Linked DNA regions of Hordeum vulgare: region 2 is linked to region 1. The links are chromatin contacts, called in public Hi-C maps. All regions are on one chromosome and are shown on one strand. Each heading gives the region's core, a stretch centred on a gene start, on an enhancer-like site or on the middle of the called end of the contact. The rest is flanking DNA. Distances are from core to core; before and after follow the strand shown. Region 1 holds the start of LOC123439690 (cyclin-dependent kinase C-2). Region 2 holds the start of LOC123439722 (carbon catabolite repressor protein 4 homolog 4-like).

Evidence for each region. A called contact is a pair of places that touch in the nucleus more often than the background predicts.
Region 2: a contact with region 1 is called in a Hi-C map of seedling, with 7 times the contacts expected there. The contact joins the promoter of LOC123439722 here to the promoter of LOC123439690 in region 1. A contact is called at or near these places in 1 of 6 Hi-C or Micro-C datasets (seedling) and 1 of 1 datasets of contacts at active chromatin or transcription factors (embryo).

The regions. Positions count from the first base shown.
Region 1 is chr1H:389,862,409-389,865,004 of MorexV3_pseudomolecules_assembly, reverse strand. LOC123439690 (cyclin-dependent kinase C-2) reads left to right here and starts at 1,274. Exons shown (of 12, transcript XM_045116383.1): 1 at 1,274-1,503; 2 at 1,598-1,679; 3 at 1,765-1,855; 4 at 1,950-1,979; 5 at 2,094-2,206; 6 at 2,281-2,353; 7 at 2,452-2,572. The coding sequence starts at 1,394.
Region 2 is chr1H:390,041,929-390,044,524 of MorexV3_pseudomolecules_assembly, reverse strand. It overlaps LOC123439722 (carbon catabolite repressor protein 4 homolog 4-like), which reads right to left and starts at 1,274. Exons shown (of 9, transcript XM_045116418.1): 1 at 1,027-1,274; 2 at 870-949; 3 at 697-746; 4 at 516-565. The coding sequence starts at 1,145.

The sequences.
Region 1 (2,596 bases), core at 25-2,524:
ACAATCGTGCCATGCACGACACGACACGTCTGGGCCCGATTATTAGCTGGGCCGTGCCATGCCGGCCCATCAGCGCAGCCTCCCGACCTAGGCACGACACGGAGGCTATACGGGCCGGCCCGTAGGCATGCCAGACCCGCTAGCCTGCTAGTTTTTTATTATTTTAGGCTATTATTTTGGCTGATTTTGTCCTGTTAGCCTGTTTTTTGGACCGACTTTAATATATTGTGCTGTGTTTTGGTTCGATTTTGGCCTATTAGGTTATTTTTTATCCTATATATATAAAAATAAATAATAAAATGATAAACGGGCCGTGTCGTGCCGGCCCGCGTGCCCAGCCCTCAGGCCGAGGCACGACCCGAGGCGGGCTGCGTGCCTGGCACGACCCGATTAGCCCGTGCCGTGCCTGGCCCGTGGTGTGCCTGGCTGGCGTGCTTTCGGACCGACCGAGAAAGCACGACCCGTTTGGCCAACTTTGGCAACATGGAGCCGCCGAAAGCATAGCCGACATTGCAATGAAGCTTCACCGACGTTGCAATGGAGTTTCGTCGGACGCGTCGGTGCTGCATTGAAGCTCCAGCGGCGCTGCAATGGAACTTCATCAAACGTGTCGATGCCGTGTTGGAGCTTCGTCCAACAACAACGGCCGTGTTTGGATACTCTAACTCGGTTAGAGGTTAGAGTTAGATTCTAACTCTAGACTAACCCTGAACTAACTCTAACCAAAAAGGTGTTTGGATGAAAGGGTTAGATTGTCAATAAATGCACTTTTTCAATCATTTGGCTCCTTTATCTAGAATTTTGTGTGGTGGAGAGAAAGAGAAAAGTAACTTTTTATGGATCCCACCTAACTCCAACCCAAAAAAGCACCTCTTGGATGGGTTAGATGCATCTAACCAACTCTAACCCACCTGTTTGAATTTTTGAGGATTAGATGAGTCCAATCTAACCAACTCTAACTCTAACCCAATCACCAACGGTGCGTCGTGAAAGATGCAGTTGAGCTTTTACTGAGCGCAGTAGCGCTGCGTTGAAAAAGTCGGGCGACTACTGCTGCTGTGGCATTGCTGTCATGGAGCAACCATAGTGTGCTGATCGGACAGCCGACTAACCAATTTTTTTTATTCCATTGATTCGTAGCAAGTACCCAAAAAGTAACGCCGAAACCGAAACGTGCACGTTGCAAATCTCATCACAGGGCACCCCCGAAAACGAACCAACGGACCCGATGAAACCCGATTCAACTAGGTTCAGACTCCAGAGTTCAGACCAGACCACCCCCTCTTCGCCCCCGTTACTTTCCTTTCCTTTCCCTCCCCACGCAACCCCAACCCAATCCTCGCGTCGCGTCCTCTAAACCCTAACTCGTCGCGAGGGGAAAGCGCCGGAAACCATGGCGACGGCGGCGCCGGGGCAGCTCAACCTCGACGAGTACCCGTCGTGGGGCTCCCGCGGCGTCGACTGCTTCGAGAAGCTCGAGCAGATCGGCGAGGGCACATACGGGTACGCGCTATCGACCCCTCAATCCCAATCCCCCAATCCTGTGAAACGCCTGTGCGTCGGTCCGATTCGACCGCGTCGTCTTTGTTGTTTCCAGGCAAGTGTTCATGGCCAAGGAGACGGAGACGAAGGAGATCGTCGCGCTCAAGAAGATCCGCATGGACAACGAGCGCGAGGGCGTCAGTATATCCTGCCGCGTCTTTTTTTTTCCTTTCCTAAATGATGTTCTTGGCCCTGAGGCTTTCTTTTCTCGATTCGGCGCAGTTCCCTATCACGGCCATCCGCGAGATCAAAATCCTCAAGAAGCTGCACCACCAGAACGTCATACAGCTCAAGGAGATCGTAACATCCCCAGGTTTGACTAATCATCCCACGAATCAGAAGAACATCATACTGGATTGTTAGCTGCCTGCGTCCAGAGGATTAATGGACTGGATTGATTCTTGCAGGGCCAGACAGAGACGAGCAGGGGAAGCAAAGTACGGTTCTTTCTGAGAACGACATTAGTGTTTTTGATTCTTCTCTCAGAAAACCAAAATAAATGGTCTGTTGCCTAGTTTTGCCATTTGACCTGTCGTGTTGTTGTTCTATAGTCGATGGCAACAAGTACAAAGGGAGCATTTACATGGTCTTTGAGTACATGGACCATGACTTGACTGGGTTGGCTGATAAGCCTGGGATGCGCTTCACCATTCCACAGATTAAGGTAAAAACCATCCATGAGTGTATGATGGTACTGGTTGTGACAAGTGTAGTTCCTGATATAATGTCATGTACCAGTGCTACATGAAGCAACTCCTCACGGGCCTTCACTATTGCCATATCAATCAAGTTCTGCATCGTGATATTAAAGGTATCTACGGCAGACAACTTACAGGAATTTTGGGGTTATGTAGTGACAGTGACTTTGTTGTTTTTATGCTAATCGTGTATCAAAACTTATTCCTGCAGGATCTAACCTCTTGATAGACAATGAGGGTAACTTAAAACTGGCTGATTTTGGCCTAGCAAGATCATTTTCGAATGATCATAATGCAAACCTCACTAACCGTGTGATCACTTTGTGGTACAGGTATTGCAGTGTTATCCTTTTGTC
Region 2 (2,596 bases), core at 25-2,524, 180 kb before region 1:
TTCAATCAAAAACAAGTATATCAAAATCCAGCAGAATGGTATGAGTAGCCAATGGGATTTGTTATTATAATTCGTCTAAGTTACACACAGATCGTGAAATACTCGATTTTCGTTCGCTAGAAGAATCAACGCTCGGGATCATCAACTTAAAAACAAGGATTTCTCGATCGACTTGGAAATTGATACTTTGTGGCATTTATTATTTAAATTTCTAAGTACTCCCTTCGTTCCTAAATATAAGTCTTTGTAGAGATTTCATTAGAGGACTACATACGGAGCAAAATGGATGAATCTATACTCTAAAATATGTCTATATACATTCCGTATGTAGTCTAGTCTTTTAGTAGAACCTCCAAAAAGACTTGTATTTAGGAACAGAGGGAGTAGGACACAATTCTAATATGCATTATACTCATATTTCGTTAAATAGAAGGATTAAGCTCAAGATAGCCAACTTAGATATAAGTTTTCGGTTGACTTAGAAACAAGGGTGTTTTTAATAATTATGAGCTTACTTGAGAGAAGCGGATGGAGAATGAGGAAAAAACGCGCTCTTTACATAAACCTGCAAAAATGCAGAGCAAATCATAACGCGACGCCAGGTCCATTCCCTTTCTTTCGGCTCTTTAACCCATCACTGTCCATACGCCTGAATCGTAAGTAAAACAACAGGGCAAAAAGCAGCAACCGGCATACCTGGGCCAGTATATTATAGGAAACCAGCCGGAACTGGTGCCCGTCTGCCCCTGGAATCCAAACCAAAAAGATGTCAACACCAACCACATCGGGGCTGCTCGGATACATGAGCAGACGATTAATTACGAGTAATGATGACTCCGTTTTAACAGCGCGTGGCGGATAAATTTTACCGGCATCAGGTTCGGACCGCGCTGTGGGGAGAGGGGAGAACCTGGGCTCCGCCTGCGCGCTCATCCGCCGCTTGCAAATCCTGAACCGTCGTCAGAGCATGAGAAGAGGAGATGGGGAAGGGGGGAGAAGGGATGGGGATGGGGATGCGCTGCTTACGGGCGGAGGGGGAGGCGCCGGCCGCAGGGAGGAGGCGAGCTGCTGGATTTAGGGAGGAGGCGGCGGCCGAGGAAGAGAGGGAGGGAAGCCGCCCAGATTGCCTGGGGTTTTAGGAGCATCGGCGGCCGCTGCGTTTGCTTGGGCGCAACCAAATTGGAAAAGATGTGTATGTGGAAGGCGACCTCTGCTACTCCTGTTCGAGGTGTGGCTGTGTGCGGGTCGGACTCAGGCTTGTGAACTCTGCTGTTTTTTCGGTGTCGACGGTGGTCTTTCTTTTTCGACGGTGGTCTTATATGGATGCAACAATACATATTGATATGCATTTAATTTATACTCCCTCCGTCTCAAAATAAGTGTCTTAAGCTTAGTACAAATTTATACTAGAGCTAGTACAAAGTTGAGACAGTTATTTTGAGACAGAGGGAGTATTAGAAAAATAGCCCGTGCGTTGCAATGAAAAAAAAAGCACCATCTTCAATAACGATGACCACGTTATGTTCATATATCCCATCACATAATACCGAAAATTTATTCACAAATGCAAGAAAATATTCCTTTTTTAATTTTATCCACGAAGATTGTGCTGAAGCTGTAGTGCGAGAGCTGCAAGCACTGCTCCCAGCGCAGCATCAAGAGGTGCGTTCCTTTTCTCTTGAACTAAGCATTTATTTTTCTTTTGTGTGGCACTTCCAACATTTTGTCATGAACTATGATGCAGGCATTTTGGGGTCGGTGGAGGCAAGAATGGCAAGGGAACTACTTCTTTTCTGAATTGTTTTCATTTGTATGTTGTCGTTGTGGTCAAGAACTATCTCCTGCTATGAATTAAATCATATAGAAAATAGTAAAATACAGTAAATTTCATGGAAAATACGACCTAAAATATCATGCTTTCAGCTAACATTGTTCATGAATTCTCATATACTACAAAGAGAAATAAATTCTCATCAGCAAAGATAACTGATAACCCACAAGTATAGGGATCGCAACAGTTTTCGAGTGTAGAGTATTCAACCCAAATTTATTGATTCGACACAAGGGAAAGCCAAAGAATATTCTCAAGTATTAGCAGTTGAGTTGTCAATTCAACCACACCTGAAATATTTAGTATCTGCAGCAAAGTATCAGTAGCACGGTAGTGTGATAACAACAGTAGCAACGGTAACCAGTAGCAGCAAAGTAACAACAGTAGCAGCAGAGTAACAGTAGCAGCAGCGACACAGTAACAGTAGCAGCAACGACAGAAGTAGCGACAAAGTAACGTAGCAAAGACCAGTAGGAAAAACTCGTAGGCATTGGATCGGTGATGTATGATTATGCCGGATGTTATTCATCATACAACAGTTATAACACGGAGAGATATGTAACTAGCTTCAGTTCGTCAATGTAATGTAGGCATGTATTCCGTATGTAGTCATACGTGCTTAGGGAAAAGAACTTGCATGACATCTATTGTCCATCCCTCCCGTGGCAGCGGGGTCCTAATGGAAACTACATGATATTAAGGTTCTCCTTTTAATAGAGAATCGGACCAACGCATTAATGCTTGGTGAATACATGAACTCCTCAT